Regions from separate parts of the Mus musculus genome. Here region 2 is linked to region 1. The links are chromatin contacts, called in public Hi-C maps. All regions are on one chromosome and are shown on one strand. The core of a region is the stretch at or near the end of the contact, and the rest is flanking DNA. Distances in the headings are between cores, read along the strand shown.

Region 1 (4,036 bases), core at 814-3,313:
CTGACCGCTCCCTCCCACGGTGTGACTCGGGTTTTCTGTTCCATGCTGGTCTAAGGCATGGAGACACACTGGAGGGCACGGCCTTGTTATTCTCATCTACATAAGAGAGAGAATCCTCCTGTTCTAGAGACCACTCACCAATCAGGGCCAAGGTCTGAAAGCCATCTTCTCATGGATTCCAGGTATGGAGCCAGAGAGGTTTCTGTCTTGAACATAACTGGTCAGAACTCCAGGCTCTGAGACTTTACATCTTTCAGATGTTCCATCGTACTTAACATTCGACATGTCTCTAGGCGCTTGAGCCCCGGCTGGGTTGCATAGCCTTAAAGCCCTAAAGCAAATCACTGGATTAAAAAATGGTGAGTGGTGTGCGTGAGCAGTCCATTCCTTCTCCAAGTTACAGTCTTACTCTTCAGCATCTATTTGAAGGCTGAAGATGCTCTACCTGTTATCAAGGGGCAGCTGTGATAGACATCAACAGGATTCATGAGTCTCAAGGAAGTTCATACAGGCAGAGGGAAACAGCTTTATCTCACTGCTAGTCTATGTAGGAGCCCTACAGACACAAATCCAGAATTAATAAAACAAAGAAAAGCAGTGCAAAAAACAATGATACCCAAGCGAACACCTGAAGATTCAGTCTTCTGGGACAGCTAGAATCATACACCTACCCTATAGCAGTAACTGAGAACTCTACTGTGTCACATCTTTGCTCTACCCACGTCTACTGACCTTAGGCCCAAAGTGTGAGGACAAGCGAGGACACAGCTCAAGCTGCTTGCACTGGGATAACCAAACTGCAAGCCTATGGGAAGGGCAAGGCAAGGGGCACTTCCTCTTCAGCTGCCAACCTGTTCTATGCATTCAGCAAGGCACACTGAGGAGAAGAGATGAATAAAGGCAGGTACTGGCAACTTAGTTTTGGGTGAAAAATGCCAAAGTAGGGAGACATACTCTCTATAAACACAATTTGAGCCCTGGTGATTTCAGACTTTGGCTTGGCACAGAACATTCTGGCTAACTGGACAACATTTCTGTTGTTGTAGCCTATTTTATACAAAAAAATGGAGGTGACTGAGGTGGAGTTTGGGGCAGGAGTAAAACCAGGAACAATTTCAGTTATCCAGAATATTGTGTGTGTGTGTGTGTGTGTGTGTGTGTGTGTGTGTTTTGTATGCATGTATGAAGTGTGTGCCACATGTGTGTGGTGTGTGGTGTCTGGTGCCTGCAGAGACCAGAAGAGAGCATCAAATCCTCTAGAACTTGAGTTATAGATGACTGAATCACCATAGGGGAACCAAACTTGGCTACTTTGGAAAACAACAAGTCCTCTTAATCATTGAGCTATCCCTCCAGACCCCAGGATGAGTGTTTACAAAGAATAGTCTATGCGGTGACTATCTGCTTATCATTTTGGCTTTCCCAGGTCCTGAGGCCAAGTGTTCAGCTAAACTCATCAAGTGTTCAGCATGTGTTGAACTCTGAGTCACCAGTTGGCTGCAGCTTTTAGAGGGTTTAGTCAGACCATGATAATCACGTTCTGAGTTTCCCTTCAGAATGAAGCAAAGGCACAAGGTCCTCTTGGGTCCTCTAGTCTGACTGTGAGGGTTTCCAGTTAGGAAGGAAATCCAGTTGTCTTTAGTGTTGAGCAAATCTATGTAAGGAAATTATCTGGATCAAATATTCCAAATATTTACTTCTAATTTGCTGGTTTTGTTTTTGTTTTTAGTTCAAAAAGATATGGGGTTCTTCATTCAAAAGCTCTCCTCTCCTCCTCTCTGTGCCCAGCCCCCTTGCCCCTTCTTTCCATTTATTTTTGTCATTATGGTGCTGGGATGTAACCCAGGCCCGAGGCATGCTGAACACATATCTACCACTGAGCTACATTCCCCTCCTAAACATCGCTTCCTTATAAAGACTAATGTGAGTATTTGGAAACAAAGTTTTTTACCTATTAAGAATACACTCATTACATAAAGTAAGAATCTCTAGTGGCTTAAAGGGACTGAGTAATTATTAAAATGGTAACTGACCTGGTTTCGTAGTGAGTCTCCCCTGTGTGCCAAAAGTTACTCATACTCTCCAGCATTGCTAGTCTCTTTTACGTATGAGGTTAATTGCAGTTCAGAGACAGGAAATGACATCATGGGGGTGTGGCATGTGATTTGAACTCAGGCTCTTTTTACACCTAAAAGATGATTTTCTTTATCATATTTCTTGAGATGTATGTTAAAGACAGCACGAATGGCCTGAAGTTTCCTTAGAGGTTGGTAGGTAGGGGAGATCTTGATCCTCTCCTTGTTATAGCAGGGTGCAATTTCATCAAGGATCAAAAAAACCACCAAGTCAAACTCCTTGTCCCATCAAAGCTTCCATTTCCAGTCCTTGTAGCTCTGACCTGGCTCTCTTGGTTAGAGCCTCACTTACCTTTCCAATTTCTTGGTTGCCTTAGCTTTCCAGTCTTTTCTCTGCTGTTCCTCACCCACATAGGTCAGAGTCAAACTGAATAGCAGCTGTCTTCTGCCTTTGCTTTTCCCACCACCTCTCTTCAGCCATGCGCTCTCTGGAGTAACATCAACCCCTCCACACACACTCTCTTCCACACACTGTCTCAACCTCCCCATCTTTCTCAGCCCAGTGGAGATTCCTCTTGCTTTTGTAGCTCTTAATAGCTTCCTGTGAAGTTTCACAGCAGTCTCTCCGTATAGTTCTTACAAAGGCTTCCCTTTCACCCTGTAAAGTCCTTATTCGTGTGTGAGTTTCATTTGGCTCTGGAGATCTTTGGGTGACTCAGAGTTTCATTTTCCGGTACCTACCTTCCAAAGGAAAGCGGATACAGAAGTGAGGATACCAGACTTACAAAGTTTTAGGAATGCATAGTCAACTTTTAATTTTGGATACAGAACACACAAGGATAATATTTTGAGATTTTACAATTCAAATACCACTTGGAATGGAACATTATTATATTGAAAATCTTCATGCTTTACCTGCAATTGAAATCTCACCAGTCCTGTCTTTTATCTGGCAACCCCCTTATCATATTTTGAAGAAAGCCTTTCAAATGTGTACTTCTGATCTGGGATGGTGGCATCATACGAATGACCCAAGTGATCTGAGATCACTGTTAATTAGAGATAGTCTGATGAGAGCAGTCATTCGCCCCAAATTCTAGTTCTAAGATTGATTTTTTTTTTTAATTTTAAGATTTCCAAAGACTTTCTTCCAGTCTCAGGACTAGCTGATATTCAATTACAGACCTCATCACCACTAGACCTTTTGAAAACCAGAAGCCTGCCAGGAGAGCTCTAGAAGCAGAAGGAGAGAGGGTGTACATGTTGTACCTGTGTGGTTATGTGCTCATCTTGAGGCTAGCACCGCCAGCTCTGTGAAACCTTAGCCTACTGACGCTCTAAGCATTTGTATATGTTGTTTTGTAACTAACGTCTTAAGAGTCGGGTCACTGCGAAATTTTGCTTACTATGTGTGACATGAATATTTAAAAGCCCTGGGGTGTGCTGATGAGCAGGGAGGGCAGACTAGGCAAAAGAACTTTGGTCACTATCTCGATTTTCCACTTCCGGCAGTGCTTCTCTCCCATGACCCCTGCTACTTTCCCTGGATGATCAGCGAGGGTCTTTTTTCCAGCCTCTCCCTTGCCTCATCTTCTCGTTATGTGCTGGGAGCCTGCCAGGCCTGGAATGGGCTTGAAGTGGGACACAGGGTCAGACTTTGCTTTCAAGTCGGTCAGTCTCTAGCCATCTAGCTCTCTAACTCCGCTGAATGCCTGCTGATGACTTCTAAAAGATTCTCAAAACTTCCTTTCTAATTCTATGGCTAAAGACACTGGCTTCTTCTCTCTTTAAGTATCTGCTTTATTAAATATTAATTATAACGGTCTGTTCTTTATTTAACTCTTTATGCTTAAATAAGAGCTAGGGAAACTTAATTCTTTCTTACTGTTCTATGCTTTGTTAAGCACTAAAAACAACTTTTTTTTTTTTTTTTTTTTTTTGGAGATAGGGTTTCTCTGTGT
Region 2 (4,169 bases), core at 917-3,416, 360 kb before region 1:
TTACAACTTGTAATATTCCTTCTTTAACGTCCCAACTGCTAGAATTGCCTGTGCAATCACACTAGGCAAAACACAGAATTAGGTGCTGAGAATCGATTGTCTTTTGTCAGAATAGAAAATTAAATAAAGGTTTTTTTTGTTTTTTTTTTTGGTATTGATTAAATAAATTATATTTCTAGGAGAGGTCATTTTGAGTGAAGCTCCTAAAATAAAAATAAGACCTTTAAAACATACCCAAATACCAAAAAAAAAAAAAACCAAACCCCCAAAACTCCCCAAAAACCCAAAAGAATGAAAAACAATAAAACTTCCTGCAGAACTGCTGTTGTAGCATTTACCTACCTCACTGCAGACTTTCTTTTTCTTTTTTCTTCCTTCCTTCCTTCCTTCCTTCCTTCCTTCCTTCCTTCCTTCCTTCCTTCCTTCCTTCCTTCCTTCCTTCCTTCCTCCTCTCTTTTCTTTCTTTCTAATAAAACTTTATTGTTTCCAGAAAGCTTTACTCGTTACAGGAAATATTGCTTCTTTGAATGTTCTTTTTAAAATTAATTAGTTACTTCACTTTACATTCCAATGCCAGGCCTCTCCTCCCAGTTCCTCCCTCTTCCGGCTCCTGCCCCTACTCCCCCCCCTCCTTCTCCTGGGGGAAGGGGGAGCTCTCCCTGGGTACCCCACTACCCCCAGCAAATGTCGATGCAGGACTAGGCGCACCCTCTCTCACTGAGGCTCAGTTAGTGGAAAGCAGACCCACAGGCAGGCAACAGAGTCAGGGACAGCCCCCACTGCAGTAGTTGGGAGAATGTGGCCTGCCTTCTGTCTCAGCACAGCTTGCTTGGGTATGGTCCCCTGACTCCCTCTAGGTGGCGCTCTATGCATGTTCCCTTGGCTGTGGACTGAAGCTCTGTCAGGTTTTGCAGTTTGGAGTTGGGTTCACCCAGCAACCTGTACCCCACTTCACTTGATTGTGGTAATCCAGCTTCTCACTGTAAGGAACACCTCAGGGCTTAGACGTCTGAGGGGCATGTTCTCTACTTGGATGTAAGCCCACCTCCCCAAAGGCCTAGGTGCCCAGCAGTCCCGTCTTCTGTGCTTCTGGCCTCCCTGGGGACAGCTGTCTCTTCCACCTTTCAAGCTCTGCACAGGACGAGTCATTCTCGCCCCCCACTTCTCCACTTAGCTCACTTTCTTTACTTAAGACTTCAGCAACATCTAGTTCAGCTTAGCAATTGTCCTTTGTGAGTCTTAGAGGCAGACTTATGAGACAGCGAATGTGTGTGTGTGTGTGTGTTTAAATGTAAAGAACCCACTTTACAATCCAAGCAAAGCTGTTAGCAACATGCCCAACGCAGTTACCACCCATTAAATGGACGTTATCACTGGCTGGGGCTTTCCAATCAATGTGATTCACTTCATTTTCAAAGACCTGCTCCATAATAGCTGCTTTGTCTTGGAGGTGGCAAGAGTCACCTGCCTGCAATCTCATTCCCCTGGCAGCTTAAAGATAAGGGAAGGGGGACAGACGTCTAATGACTAACTGAGAAACAGCGTGCTCCTTTTAATTAGGAGTCACAGGCAGAGCTGCGGCAGAAGCAAGAGAAGGAACTGCATAGTTGTTGAGGAACAGCTGTCATTCTGGGCTTCATGTGAACAGAGAGGTGGGATTTCCGTTCATGAGTGGCCTCCCGCCTGTTTCCTGCCTCCCTTTGACCATCTACAGAAGGGGAGGACACAGGTGTGTTTGCTCGTAGACAAGTGCCCCCAGACAGCCTCCTCCTATAAGAATAGGACATAAGAATGTCTAAGGCCTGGGCTACCTACATATGTGACCCTTCCTAGTCCAAATGGCTTTATACTTGACAGACCCAGATGTTCTCAAATCTCTCACATATCCCTGTTTTAATGAAAGCCCCTTTGTCTCCAGTGTTCCTGAGAAAATAATTCCCAAACCGTGTACGTGCAGGCATGCACTCCTTACAGGTAGGCACACAAAGATGAAAGCACGAGGTAGGGAATGAAAGAGCCTGCTAGCCTTCTTCCAGAAGCCTTGTGCTGCCTGCCTGGGCCAGATACCCCCAGGCTCCTGAAGCCCATGGGAGAGATGTCTCCTGTCCCAAACCAGATGCCTCCCAAGTGTGTCATTACCGAGCGTGAGACAGCTGGCTTGAGAGACGCTGGTGTTTATAACCAGACTAGGCTGCCTGTTATGGCTCTAATGGGCTCTATGAGTCCAGATGGCCACTCCTTGGCCAGCTTACATCTGGCTGAGAATGCGGAGAAGCACGTAGCTGGCTGGAGTGCTGGAGATGTCCCTTTGGGGGACGTGATGATGGAAGGGACTTAAGGGGCTGTTTACAGCATCTGGGATTCTTCTCTCCTGGTGCTCAGTCCCACTGCTCACAACCCCCCCGCCCCCCCCCCCAGATCCCAAACGCACAGAGACCAAAGCTCAAACCAGACACGAGGCTTCCTCTGCTTCTCTTCCTGTGATAGCAGAACACAGGCCTTCCTCATGGAAAATCCACGCGGTCTCCACTTTGATCCTCACTGCGTGAGATTGTCCTCGGAGTCTGTGAGATTGTCCTCTGATGCCTGTGGTTGCAGCCTTGCCCTTTTGTCCCTCCCAATAGTTCAAAAGATCAGGGTTACTTCCCATTTGTATGATGATCTTGCAAACATTTATGAAACCTTCAGGTCACATACAGAATTTAGAGATAGGCAGCATCCTGTCCTCTCACATGTGTAAATCAAGCCTCAGTCTGTCTGTCTGTCTTCTTCTCTCCCGCTCTATCTCTTTCACTCTCTCTTTCTCTACACACACACACCACACATATCACACACGAACATATATATATATATATAAGAACACACACACACACACACACACACACATATATATGAACACATATCTATGTGTGTGTGTCCCATTTTACCCTCAGCTACTATGCTAGATTCTCTTCTGAGAACATGAAATCAGGCTGTAGCACATACTGGGTCAGCAGTAGAGACTTATAAGCTATTGGAACCAGGAAGAGGTTTGAACCCGTGCTTATTCTACAGACCGGCAATGGCAGTTTACAACACTCTATCTCCTACGCCTAGGGCAGCTTGGCCTCTGCAGCTTGATTCTCTGTGTCCTTCCTTATCCTAGCATGAGCCAAGTCTGGCTTAGAACAGAGTGAACTTGAGAGACGTTTCATGGCAGACAAGGATTGACAGTTGGCTCTGTTGCTCTCAGAGTTGGCTCAGTGCTAAGTTCCCAAGCTCATTGCTCTGTGTGTCTGTACATCTGTCTATGCGTCTGTACATCTATCTATGCATTCCAATGGGCTCTTCCTTGGAGGATGCTGAGACCCCTGGTTCTTGTTTCTGATAGTTGGGGCACTGTTTCCTGGGATTTTGAGACTTAAAAAATTTTTATTTTATGTATACGAGTACACAATTGCTCTCTTCAGACACACCAGAAGAGGGCATCAGATCCCATTACAGATGGTTGTGAGCCACCGTGTGGTTGCTGGGACTCGAACTCAAGACCTCTGGCAGAGCAGTCAGTGCTCTTAACTGCTGAGCCACCTCTCCAGCCCTGTTTCCCTTCTGCTTTTCTCTGCTCCCGCTCAGCATCCCATCTGCACAGTAAACCCAAGGCTATTCCTCTACTTACTCCTGCCATGCCTCTCCGTTGCATAGACCTGTGTACCTGCCTCAGTCCTTTGCCCTCACCCCATCCTCAGGCCTGGCATCGCTCAGAACTTTCCGTTCTGTTGCTGCATTGAAAGAATAATAGTATGCCCTTTCCTGAACGGCGAGACTCTAAACCATAGGTAGGATTGTCCCGGGTGCAAACAAGGCACTGTGTATAGCCGGGATTATTCTGAGATGGAGCCACCTAGAAGTTTACGTTAAATTGCCATGAAAGCTTGGCTCTCGAAAACACAAGACAGAATGAGGTAGAAGTATTGAATGCTAGTGGGAAATTGATTGGGTCACATCAAATACTTTCACATTTTATTCCAGTTGTCATTTTTTAAAAAAATGGTTAAAAATTAGTAGCATTCACTACTATTTGTTTATGTGGTTCAATAAGGCTATTTTCGCATTTTTATTTACTAGATGTATCTCCATGCGTCGTCTGTGTGTTCACCTGTGTGCAGGTGCTTGTGGTGGCCAGAGGATGT

Evidence for each region. Hi-C and Micro-C count contacts between places; a contact is called where the count stands out from the background.
Region 2: a contact with region 1 is called in a Hi-C map of muscle stem cells, with 2.4 times the contacts expected there. The contact joins two enhancer-like sites. A contact is called at or near these places in 5 of 39 promoter capture datasets (cranial neural crest, frontonasal cranial neural crest, maxillary cranial neural crest and 2 more), 8 of 484 Hi-C or Micro-C datasets (the 63-12 cell line, the F1.1 cell line, the G1E-ER4 cell line and 3 more), 1 of 115 datasets of contacts at active chromatin or transcription factors (embryonic basal ganglia) and 3 of 9 other capture datasets (embryonic stem cells, liver and macrophages).

What each region holds. Positions count from the first base shown.
Region 1 is chr1:169,553,273-169,557,308 of GRCm38.p6, reverse strand. No RefSeq gene overlaps it. Among named protein-coding and RNA genes, the nearest start is that of Gm34624, 24 kb to the right of the region's middle. Within about 2 kb of position 2,063, at least 22 of the 459 cell types and tissues checked have an H3K27ac peak or open chromatin away from gene starts, as enhancers often do. A contact at or near this core is called in muscle stem cells, where this site is marked.
Region 2 is chr1:169,914,883-169,919,051 of GRCm38.p6, reverse strand. No RefSeq gene overlaps it. Among named protein-coding and RNA genes, the nearest start is that of Gm39699, 9.1 kb to the left of the region's middle. Within about 2 kb of position 2,166, at least 30 of the 459 cell types and tissues checked have an H3K27ac peak or open chromatin away from gene starts, as enhancers often do. A contact at or near this core is called in muscle stem cells, where this site is marked.